Linked DNA regions of Sus scrofa: region 2 is linked to region 1. The links are chromatin contacts, called in public HiChIP or PLAC-seq maps. All regions are on one chromosome and are shown on one strand. The core of a region is the stretch at or near the end of the contact, and the rest is flanking DNA. Distances in the headings are between cores, read along the strand shown. Region 1 overlaps NFIA (nuclear factor 1 A-type). Region 2 overlaps NFIA (nuclear factor 1 A-type).

Evidence for each region. HiChIP or PLAC-seq counts read pairs in DNA pulled down with a chosen protein or histone mark.
Region 2: a contact with region 1 is called in an H3K27ac HiChIP or PLAC-seq map of skeletal muscle. The contact joins two enhancer-like sites. A contact is called at or near these places in 7 of 47 Hi-C or Micro-C datasets (fetal heart ventricle, liver, psoas muscle and 2 more) and 2 of 2 datasets of contacts at active chromatin or transcription factors (alveolar macrophages and skeletal muscle).

Annotation. Positions count from the first base shown.
Region 1 is chr6:150,960,791-150,966,639 of Sscrofa11.1, forward strand. All of the region lies in intron 4 of NFIA (nuclear factor 1 A-type), which reads right to left. Among named protein-coding and RNA genes, the nearest start is that of NFIA, 270 kb to the right of the region's middle. Within about 2 kb of position 4,266, at least 45 of the 83 cell types and tissues checked have an H3K27ac peak or open chromatin away from gene starts, as enhancers often do. A contact at or near this core is called in liver, retroperitoneal adipose tissue and skeletal muscle, where this site is marked.
Region 2 is chr6:151,117,768-151,123,889 of Sscrofa11.1, forward strand. All of the region lies in intron 2 of NFIA (nuclear factor 1 A-type), which reads right to left. Among named protein-coding and RNA genes, the nearest start is that of NFIA, 110 kb to the right of the region's middle. Within about 2 kb of position 1,709, at least 56 of the 83 cell types and tissues checked have an H3K27ac peak or open chromatin away from gene starts, as enhancers often do. A contact at or near this core is called in liver, retroperitoneal adipose tissue and skeletal muscle, where this site is marked.

The DNA of each region.
Region 1 (5,849 bases), core at 3,016-5,515:
AGAAATGCAAATCAAAACTACCACGAGATACCACCTCTCACCAGTCAGAATGGCCCTCATTAATAAGTCCACCAATAACAAGGGCTAGAGGGGGTGTGGAGAAAAGGGAACCCCCCTGCACTGTTGGTGGGAATGGTTTAAACTGGTGCAGCCACTATGGAGAACGGTTTGGAGATACCTTAGAAATCTATACACAGAACTTCCATATGACCCCGCAATCCCACTCTTGGGCATCTATCCGGACAAAACTCTCCTTAAAGGAGACACATGCACCCGCATGTTCATTGCAGCACTATTCGCAATAGCCAGGACATGGAAACAACCCAAATGTCCATCAACAGAGGATTGAATTAGGAAGATGTGGTATAGATACACAATGGAATACTACTCAGCCAGAAAAAAGAATGACATAGTGCCATTTGCGGCAACATGGATGGAACTAGAGACTCTCATACTCAGTGAAATGAGTCAGAAAGACAAAGACAAATACCATATGCTATCACCTATAACTGGAATCTAATATCCAGCACAAATGAACCTCTCCACAGAAAAGAAAATCATGGACTTGGAGAAGAGACTTGTGGCTGCCTGATGGGAGGGGGAGGGAGTGGGAGGGATCGGGAGGTTGGGGTTATCAGACACAACTTAGAATAGATTTACAAGGAGATCCTGCTGAGTAGCACTGAGAACTATGTCTAGATACTCAGATTGCAACAGAACAAAGGGTGGGGGGAGAAAAATGTAAATGTAATGTATACATGTAAGGATAACTTGATCCCCTTGCTATACAGTGGGAAAATAAAATAAAAAATAAAGAAAGAAAGAAATAAAAAGAAATCTTTGCTGACTAAATAAATGATGGGTACCTATAAGGAAAACGAAGCTGGGCAGGGGGTAAACCTTTCCCAAAGTCACCTGGCAGAGCAGATGCCCAGCTCTATTATCCTGGACTATTTTATGATACCATGATGCCATCTTGCATGTAGGTATTATATATTATACATAGAAAGAATTACCTAGAAAAGATTAAAAACAGATGAATATATGAAAAGAGATCATGATAACAAAAGGGCATGTACATCAAGGTGTTAGGTGTTTTGCTCCTCCTGGAATCAAATCTTTATGATAAAGAAGTAAATTTAGCAGGAGCTTTAGCTAAGGAAAGAAAACAAGAGGTCCTCTAAATCTTGCCATGAAAACTCACTGCTAACTCTAACCAGGAAGGCTGTAGGTGTACGAGTACAACAGAAAGGGGTTTGGGGTGAGTAGATGCAAACAATTACATTTAGATTGGCGAGACAACAGGGTCCTACTGTACAGCACAGGGAACTATATCCAATCTCCTGGGAAAGACCATGATGGAAAAGACGATTAAAAAGTGTATATATGTGTGTGTGTGTGTGTATATATATATATTACATATTATATATATATATGAAACTGAGTCACTTTGCTGTACAGCAGAAATTGACATACTGCAAACCAACTATAAATTAAAAAAATAAAGGATGGGACTTCATGCATTTAGCACTGACTGATGGGTCTGCTAATGTGAAGCTTGTGCTTACTGTGGCTCTAATTTTAGCCGACACGGTGGTCATACCACTGCCAGGACATACGCCAAACACGGTATATATGCACATTTCAATTCGTAGGAAAGGGAGGGACACCTTTTACTTTATGTGATTCTTTCTCTAGTGGGTGAGGAGAGTAGGACAAATAAAAAAGAAAAAAAAAAAAAAAACCCATGTTTGGCCACACATACTGTGAGCTGGGATTCAGAAGGGAGTCATTTGACAAAAATTTCTATCACTGCCAGTTCATTCTATTTGTTGCCAGCTTTGCTGTCCAAATATTCACCCCAAATATGTCAAAGAAAATTAAAAGAAGAAAATTATATAACAAAACATCCTTCTGAACTAATTCAATTTCAGTATTTATTTTGAAAATTTATTGAATTATAGTAGAGGAAACCCACTAAATTAAGCTGGCCAGACTGATATTTTTCTTCCTACGAGTATGGCAATATTTATTATTTTATCTATGAGGGGTTGATTAAAACTAGAAAATAAAAACACTTGCAATGTCATCATATATTTAGAATAAGGTGGCTTAGGCAAAATGAAAAAATATATAGGGCCCGTCAGTATTTTCTATTCCATAAACTAACAGATTTTCTGGAAAAACTGCATTTTAGAGATCGGCATTATGATTTTTAAAAGAGATTCCTACTCTTTTGTCTGCTTCACACCAAAGCCTTACTCTGGAATAGGTGCCATTGACTTCTACAGATAGAAAATGTGTGATGCTCATTTTAAAATTACTAGTAGAGCCTGCTATTGACCATCTAATTATGCCGAGTTCCATTTATAAACATAGCTAACCACTAAGTTTATGGAGACTTTTTGTGCTGCTTTAATAGGATATTGATCGAGAGCATAGTTGGAGTGGACTGCCATTGAATTGTGTAATGGCAAACAAAAGGCAAGGTCACAGCCACTGTTCATGCTAGGGCTGCAGTCTATTTTTTATTATAATCTTTTTGTTTCTTCCTTTAATGCTCAAGCCCAAGTGGTTTCTTTTAGAAAGAAGAGGTTGCATAAGAATACAGCCTTAGTTTAAAAAATAATTTCCAGGCCATGATCAGAGGTGAACCAATGGGCCACTTGTTTAGAAAAGAAAGTTTCAAATCTGCTCTACTTTAGCAAAGACCTAAAATCCTGCACATCTTTAAATGGCATCCCAAAGGACTGGGACATCCAGAATCTCTTATCCTACACCAATTTCCTTTGAGTCCGTCTTTGCAAGAACATTTTGTAATTTTCAAGTTTGGGCTTGTTCTGTCAAAGGGCTTCATTTCCTTATTGTACCTTGGAGCCGAGTTAACTGTTGTAGAAGCTCCATCCAGGCAGGTTAGAATATTGCCAACAGCCCCTGCTAAACTGGTGGCCAGAAAACCCTAGGGTGTGGAAATGTGTCCCCAAAGACACGCAAAGGACCTAGAGCCTTAAAAGAAAACTTTAAAAATGAACTACGATTGAGATCTTGGGATTCCCGTGTGAGAACACAGAGCGCACGTTTCTAAGGCAGAAAACAGCCACTAGGGTGCCACCTCATGCCAGGCTGAGGCATACGCCTGGCTCCATTCACTCCCACTCTCCATTGACAAACAGCTCGGGAATCCTGTAGCCACCCAGCAGCTTAGCTTTGTGGCAGAGCCAGGACAATTCAGCTGCTGGATTTTAATAGATTCTGCAGCACTGCAACAGGAACCCAAAATCAGTCTGGGTAACTGAGAGTGCTTTTCACACCCAAAGACTCTAAGGCTGGCCACAGCGTACTGAGAACCCTGGCTTTTCAAAATTCCAGGGCCATGAAGTCATCCCCAGCCACGAAGTTTACTTAACCCTTGCAGCCGACTTGGGGGTACAAACCACTGCCAGAAAATTAGAACCCGCCAGGCCAGAGTCACAATGGCCTGTGTGTATTTGCGGTTTTCCTCTTTCCCAGTGAAGTATTTAAGGTTTCGGAGTCACTCCACCAACTTCAAGTCAAAGAGTCAGCACTTTAGAAGGAAATGGGCAGAAGTACTGGATTTTTTTCAGAAGGATTTTCTGGGTTTCTCCCAGGAAGGATATTTGACAGCCTCAAAGCACACACTCCGAGGAAAACACTGGTACAAAATAAACAAGCGTGGGGGCTGACAGAGAGCTAGCTAAGCGGCGTCATGTAGCAGCCAGTAGAGTGGGCTCTCTTTGCAGCAACTTCATAGGAAAGAGACCCATCTGAAAATGCTTCTAGAAGGCTTTGTTTGAAAATGCAGCATCATGTAAGAGCCATTTCAACAGATGGTTCCTGTCTCTTTCCCCAGAGTATTATGCTAAAACAACTTTAGCGATTCTGAACTTCATTGTTAGCACTTGTAAACCCCCTCCCCCAGAGCAGAGACGTCTCTCTTTCTCTCTGGCGCGGTGTCTCGTGGTCTGCATTTCGCCCTGCCTCCCCCGGCACAAAGTGATAAATAACCAGAACTATTTTCAGATGGTCCTAGCACATGCGGGAAAAGGTAGGAGGAGAATGAATATGTTTGCTTTTATGCTGTACAGTATTCTCTTTGCTGCTAAGTGAAACAGAACTCTCCTTTCTTGCCTTTCATCGACTCTGGATGATGCAAAAAATTAAAAGGTGGCTAGGCAGGAGGCAAGGGTGAGAGGGGAACAAGTGGTGGGAGCCGGCAGCAGGAGCCCCTGATTTCCCACAGCCCCCGCGCATCCGAGCAGGATCATTTAATGTCAGGCCACCTTGTCGCTTGACCCTCACGTCTCAACGTGTGAGGCTAAGCCGGCAGCTTTCTCTTGAGTTTCTCTGCCACTGCCACCCTTTAGTAACACGATTATAAACAACAAACTTAGCACATAGTTATTTCAGTAAATCCTCATGAGGAAATACCGAAATAGCATCTCCCTCCTCTATTAAAGTTAAAAGGAGGAAAACTAAAAACAGAAACTAACTGGAAACCTGGGGAAAGTCAATATTTACATTCGCAAATTTAAAAACTGAATTGGAAAGATCCAGAAAGAGGGAGGATTTTCAAGCTAAGGCCACCTTTAGTGTGAAATTTCCGGGCCGTGTATGTGGTCAGGTCGGTGTGACTGGGGGGAAGTGGGTGGAACTGGCATAGGTTAAGAGGAAGTTAAGGAGAAATCTGTGACGAAGTGGAAGAAACTCTATGACATTGAGACCCTTAGAAACATCCCGGTAAGAGGCTAAATTAGAGAAAGATCATGGGTTGGGAGGGTGGGAAGATGGCTAGCGGGAAGACAGGTGGTTTTTAAGGAAATGAGACTATTCCGCATGGTACTGCAATCATTAGATCCATTCTTCAAAACCCAGAGATTATACAGCACAAAGAATGACCCCTAACGAAAACTACAGACTTTAGGTAATAATAATGTATCAATATCAGCTCATCCATTGTAATAAACATACCACACTAACAAAACATGTTAGTAATAGGGGAAACTGAGGAGCAGTGGCTATATTGAAATTCTGTACTTTCTGTTAACCTCTAACTATAAACCTAAACTTCCCTTAAAAAAAAAAAAAAAAAGCCTATTCATTAAAAAAAAAATCAAACCTGAAAACAAATTCAGGAAAAACTGTTGTAATTAAGTATTTTGCTTGTTTTGGTTTATCTGAAAATCATTTTACTTTTTTTACTACACAAATTAATAATCAGAAGGTTTATCAACTCTAACAAGAAATGCTAATTTAATAAAAAGGCAGAAACTTTGGACTTAGTTCTATAATGCACTTAGTTATAGGAGAGGTCATGACAAAACCCTCTGCAGTGAGCTAGCTGAGTATTGCAAAGTGAAAAGCGCAAATTTCTCAACTTTGTGCATCACCATGTCCTTTATCTATAAAAAGGGACAATGACAGCAGTCCAGAAGACTGAGCGAGGTCATGTTTACAAGGTGCCTAGCACAATGCCTGGTACTTGGTAAAGCTTGATAAACGCTGGCTACGGTCATTTTTCATATTAATGTTGCATCATGCTCCTACCAGGGCTCACATCACGCACTTAATCAACTGAGAGGCCACTTAGCTTATTTCTATCCCAAGGCTGCAGAAGGCACCCAGCTCACTTATCTGGAAAAAGTGTCCACTACACCTCTGAAATGGATGCTTAGCTCTTCTGCTGTGGGGAAGGGAGCAGCACTGCAAAGGAGGTTAAGGATTTTGACTCCATCATGTGGCCTGAGCTTACGTCTTTCAGAAAGATGTGAGGGTGAGGAAACACGAGCTGGGGGATCCTGCCCTGGGTGGCCAAGGCGATCTTGAGACAC
Region 2 (6,122 bases), core at 459-2,958, 150 kb after region 1:
GAGAGGTTGTTAAACAAGGGATAATAAATAAATAAACAAACAAACCTAATTTAATTCTTTAAAGACCATTCTGGCTGGTGTGTGAAGGAGCAAGAATGGAAGAAGCTGGAACACTCAGGATTCCAGAAGAGGTCTGAGGGAGGATGACGGTGGCTTAAACTAGAGATACTCCCTTTTCCCTCTTTGGATTGATAAATTTTCATACAAAAACTGAAGGTGAGTTGTATCGCCACGCCTGTTGTTTACTCAAATTCAGCTTCAGGTCCTTAGAGCTCAGAAGGATCTTAACCATCTTCCTTAACAGTCTCCATCCTACAGAGAGCTTACCTGACTTGCTAACACCACACAGGTAATTCAAAGCTGACGTCACTCAACGTCGGACATCAGGGGGCAAAAGCATAGAAGACATGCCGAGGTACCAACTTGTCTGCTGTTCCTAATAAGCCTGCCAAGACTCCATATTTGAAATATGCAGCTATCCTTCGATTGACGTCTTTCTAAAGTGCTTAAATCTCAGGTTAATTCTCATTTGAATATTAAGTAGCCCACCATTCGGCTGAGACATATAAATGGAGCCTACAGGGTTAAAAGAATGCAAGTCAAGTCAAGTCACAGACCTCTGTGTTATGTCTGGGACAAGTTCATAAAAGCAATTTTAAACTCCTCTGTTTTCTTTCAGCTCCTTCCTTCGTGTTTATGTGCAAATTATACCTTACTCTCTAGGTTGTATTTTGCCATTTTCCTCTCGTTTCCCAAAGAAAGCTCCCCAACGTGACAATGCTCTGAAGGGGGGGCGGGGGCAGCATGAAGTTCCTCTGAGTTCCTGCTCTCTTCGAGCACGGCTCCTATCACACAATAATGTGTTATTTTGTTGAATTTTGGCATCCATCGAGCTTGTTTGGTCAGAAGCCAAAAAATTAGAGTGTGTCGGTCCACCAGTTTCTCAGCAGAGAAGCTCTCTTCTCACCCAGCGAGTGTGCTGTACCCTTGGCCTCTGGCCAAGAAGGGAAATCCATTTTACATAAAGAATGCACAAAGCTCAAGTGCTCAGAGACTTTTTACCTACTAAAATAACTTTATGGACAAATGCCAGTCTGCTAGACACATTCTGCAGGAACATTTGGCATGCAAAACAAGGTAAAGTGCTCTGTGGAGGTAGCAAGTTTTTCAGCAGCGAGGAAATGGCTGAGCGTGCCCTCGTGGCGCGTCACGTGCCGGGCTCGGCCGGCGTGATTGGCTGCGGCCGAGTAAATACAGCCGCCATGTAAGGAGCCCGACGTCGCCCAGCGCCGGCTTCTTAAAATGGCGGCCGAGTCCGCACCACGAGAGGCCGGCCGGCCCCACTCCCCACGTTCCCCCCTGAAGTTTTCTGTTTTTGTTTTTGTTGTTCACAAAACCTTACGGATTTGAGTAGAAACAGATTTCTCACAACTTGCTTCTCCCGGCTCGATTTCACAGTTCGGCATACACTCAGGCTCTGTCAAAAGCTTGACAATGTTCCAGGGAAAATATTAACTGTAAACTTTCCAAGGGGAATTAGAGGCGCAGGCAGGAATGTCAGGACGCCCTCCCTTCAGAAAGCACATCCCCAGGTTGCGCCTGGAAGCGTTTGGGAAGGACGCACGGGCAGCCCGGGCTCCAGGGACCTCCAGGATGGTCCCACTTGGCCGAGCCGCCGGGGGGCAGGGGAGGGCGGGGGCAGGACACATCCTCCCTGGCGAAGAGGCACGGAGGTCCCTCGCTCTCCCGCTCAGGCCTGACCAGTTGAACACTGCACACTCTGATGTATAAATATTTGCCTCTGGCGAAAGTTCAAGCAGCCCTGTGTGGCTGCCAGACACAACAGAAAACCAACATCCAAGGGAAAGTGTTTACTGCAGCGGTGGCCAAAGGAGCAACTGCCAGCAAAAGATCGCCTCGGATTGGCCAGGCCTGCCTGCGGTGTCCTCCTACAGCACCTGGCCACGGGCCACTGGCCGCTGGGGTGTTCCCACCCTTTGGGTAATGGTTCTGGTCTTTAATGCACAGCCTCGCCACTCACGCCACACGAGACCCACAGACATGCTGATGGTTTCGCACGTGTTCCGCCAGAGAGAGGGGCCCGAGCGAGCCAGACCACCCATATACCTGCTCCCACCGCTGCAAAACAAGTGTCTGCTCCTTGAAGCCACCTCAGTAGGGCCCGTGACCTTTTCACACCATCCCGCCTCGCCAAACCAGGGGCATTTCTCAGGCCCAGCGACTCCGGCACGCTGCCCAAGTCTCTTCCCTATCTAGTCCATCATTACATTCCTCAATCACCAGCATCTGATGAATTTAAGCACCTCTGAAATGCCTGCAAGAAAAGAAACTAGGAGACCTCTGATAGATAGCTGCAGTAAGATTTTTTAAATAAAGCCCTGCATCCTTCAAATTCTTTCTCCAAAAACCAAAACCTACATTATGCTATTTTATCGGTGCTATAGTTCTGAAACAGGTAAGAAAGCAGCTGCCCATCAGAAGTTTAAGGCCTCTAATTAGGATAAAGGAACTGAATGGGAAAAGCATCTTGAAGAAAATCTCTTCAGAAAAGTTATGCATTCATGATTTATGCTAAGCAAGTACCTAGCAGGGCAGTGTCTTTCCATGGTTTTCAGTTTTCAGTGTTCAGGGAAGTTTGACTACAACCAAGATAAGTCATCATATTTTTAAACCACTGTCATCCATGTAACATTTCTTTTTCATAAACAATAATCCATGAATCGAATTCTTCCTCAATGCTGCAACTGAAATGTTTCTGTTTCGTTGAACTGAAAACTCACAGAGAAAGTGGGCCAGAAAAATCGAAGAATATGAAGATGAGAGCTGCTTTTATGTAAAATTTTTGATATTATGGAACAATAATTTAGGTAAAGCAAGCCAAGCTATTATAATTTCAACTATTTCAAATAAACTATAAATTTCCTTAATTGAAACATTTGCCATTGGTTAAAAAGAAAGATTTTACATCCAGGCACAATTTTAGCGTTCTAGCTTTGAACATTCTTCAAGGTCCTGAATCTTGACTGATCTCAGGCTTAAAGAAACTTCTAGGAGTTCCCATCGTGGCGCAGTGGTTAACGAATCTGACTAAGAACCATGAGGTTGCGGGTTCGATCCCTGCCCTTGCTCAGTGGGTTAACGATCCGGTGTTGCCGTGAACTGTGGTGTAGGTCGCAGACGCGGCTCGGGTCCCGCGTTGCTGTGGCTCTGGTGTAGGCCGGTGGCTACAGCTCTGATTCGACCCCTAGTCTGGGAACCTCCATATGCCGCGGGAGCGGCCCAAGAAATGGCAAAAAGACCAAAAAAGAAAAAAAGAAAAAGAAACTTCTAAATACGAATTTGCTGCAAAACTAAGATATGTACAAAATAATTCCATTTCAAGTGTTGGTGCAACTTTAACGACTATATACGCCTTGTCTAATCTAATCCTTAACCAAATGTGTCAGTAAGGTTGATCTGTGTTCAACCTCAGAAGCCCAGGACTTAGAGTGTCAGGTCTGACTTCCAAGAGATCGCAGGGAATCATGGGCAAGTGGATCACAGAGGAATGTTCTGTTCCCAGCTGTGAACAAGACAGAATTAACTCTGAGAGGCTTCCTCCTGCTGCCCTGGTGGACAGAAAGGTCAAGATGGTTAGCTCTTACAGTCTCAGTACCAACCGTCAAAACAAGATGCATGTTAAAAATAGATTGTCTGTAGGCAACCAAAATACAAATGCAGAAAGAATTTAAAATAAAAATAGTTCCAATATATTTACATGCCAGCTACAAGTATTTTAAAGACCATCACGTGTAACCAGGGAGAAAAAGGACAGAACAATAATTTTCCCAAGTGCATTAACTTCACAAACTTTGAGTCTTAAAATTTTAAAAACAACCATTCTGACCCATGGATGACACTTTTCTTAGGAAATTCCTTGGATTCACAAGTAATTCATTGGGAATTAAAGCACAAGAGGCAAATTTACCACTTTTATTTGTTTATATTTTGATAACTGCATTTTTCTCAGCTCAATTTCTATGGAAATAAAAATACTGTTTACTGTCAGAGGGATTTCTTTATCTACCAGTTGGGAATAGAGCTGAAATATTATGAAGGGTTTTTTTTAATGCAATGAAATAATCAAGACATTCCAAGGTGCTATGATACATCAATTCCACATAGAAAAATAGGGGTAACTGCTGTTTTGTATATAAGTAGATACTTAAGACTTATCACCAGACAGCATGTTTAATAAAGTCTCTGGCATTAGTACGATAAAATGTTAAAACATTAATAAAACTGAACTGGTGATAAAAGTAATTCCATCTTATAGACTTTCACACTGAACAAAAAAGTACCTTCTAAATAAAAATAATGTTACAAATGTAAATATTCCTCTTAAAGCTGCTGAATGCATCACTTTACTAGGAAAGGCTTAGCTATGTTATTTGCAATTCCCTCCTTGCACAGCAATGTACATTACTGTCTGTAAGCTCTAATTTGGCATGGCGCATCATTAATGACCTGAATGGTGGCTGTTTCACACATACATATTTAATTACAACAGCTGAACAAATTACATATTTATGCTTTATAAAGGGGATTGCCAGTCTAATTCATTTGCTATGCATGCAGGTACAGGACTCCATCTGCAACAGCATCTGCACAACAAGAGCTAACAATTATCCATTGTACACCAAGTAAGCATATCTGGGGAAACCTGTAAGGGAGGCAGACATGTTAACCATTTCACTGCCGCCGGCTCCATATTTTTTCCAGGGGTCAAAATCTTTTAAAACAAAAAACTGTAGCCCTAATGTGCTCGATCAGTCATTCAACAGAACCGTCCAATCCTCTCATCCACTCTAATTTCCACTGGGTTGAAGATGAGAGAGAGAAATCAGGACTCTAAGTCCTACGCTATCCCGTAAGGCTGTAATTTATGGGGCATCGTATAGCGAGTGGACATTTTCTCGTGAGACTTCCAGCCCCGGAATTCAAGCACTGGTTCTTAGCAGCCCAATAACGGCCTTCCCCAAGTTGTCAACCAGGCTTATCTACAGCCAGGACAGAAGTTAAGTCCTTGTTACCACACCCTCTGTTTATAGAGGATGGGCCTGAAGAACTTTCTGAAAAGGAAGCACAATCTGAGCCCCCTCTGAGAATCCCAAGACCTCGGCTGAGCCATTCTGATCATCAATAACACTTTCCAGCTAAGCCACAACTAAAAGCTACTATTCCCTCTTTTGGTAATAAAGTCCTATTCACCAGTGCTGCAACCTCATCTTAAATGGCCTCAGGACTTTCGTATGTTTAATTTAATATATCCAATGAGTAATATAAATATTCTGGACCATCACTTCTACTTCAAAACCCAAAGAGGAAGAATTAAGAGTCAGCCAATCAATAGTGAGGTTTCCCATTATCATTTAAGGCTCTTGCTAGGCAATAAAGAGGCTCCATGGTGATGGCCCCTAAAAGCTCCTTACGGCGTCTTTGCCTCTTTAGGCCACAAAATCAAAGCATGAGTCAGAGGTGTGGGTTTTTAATGTTCCCTCTTGAGTGATGGAGTTCAAGCCAGGGGCTGACTGGGTGGGTGGGGTGAAGGAAAGGCAGTAACTGGCCACGGCACAGGCTGTGAGCGGGCACAACCAGGGCCATTTGTCCTCCTGGAGTGTGACCCCTGAGGACCCAGGGGGTACCAAAGAGTGGATACCAAAACAGGCTCCCAGCCTTCTATGCAGTGCTTGGCTATGTGAGGGCCAAATTCACACGTGGAGAGTCCTGATTCACCTGACATCAGCCACCTGCGGCTGAGTCAGCCTTTGCTCAGAAACCAAACTAAGTGTGAGAGATGAAAAGCTAGTATCTTCTAAAAAGGCCGATGGACTTTTAGAAGAACGAGGGCTTGATCTATGCGGTTGCAAATCCAAATCTTTCACCAAAAAAAAACCACCGGCACAGCATGGGGACTCACTGCAAGACAATCCCACGCTGGTGCAGCATCGGGATTACCAGCTCCCAGTCGACCAGAAACCACACTGAGAAGGAAGGGCCTAGGCGAGGTTTGCATTCACTGACCTTTAACTTCCAAAGTGTCAGGATACTTGAGGACAGGC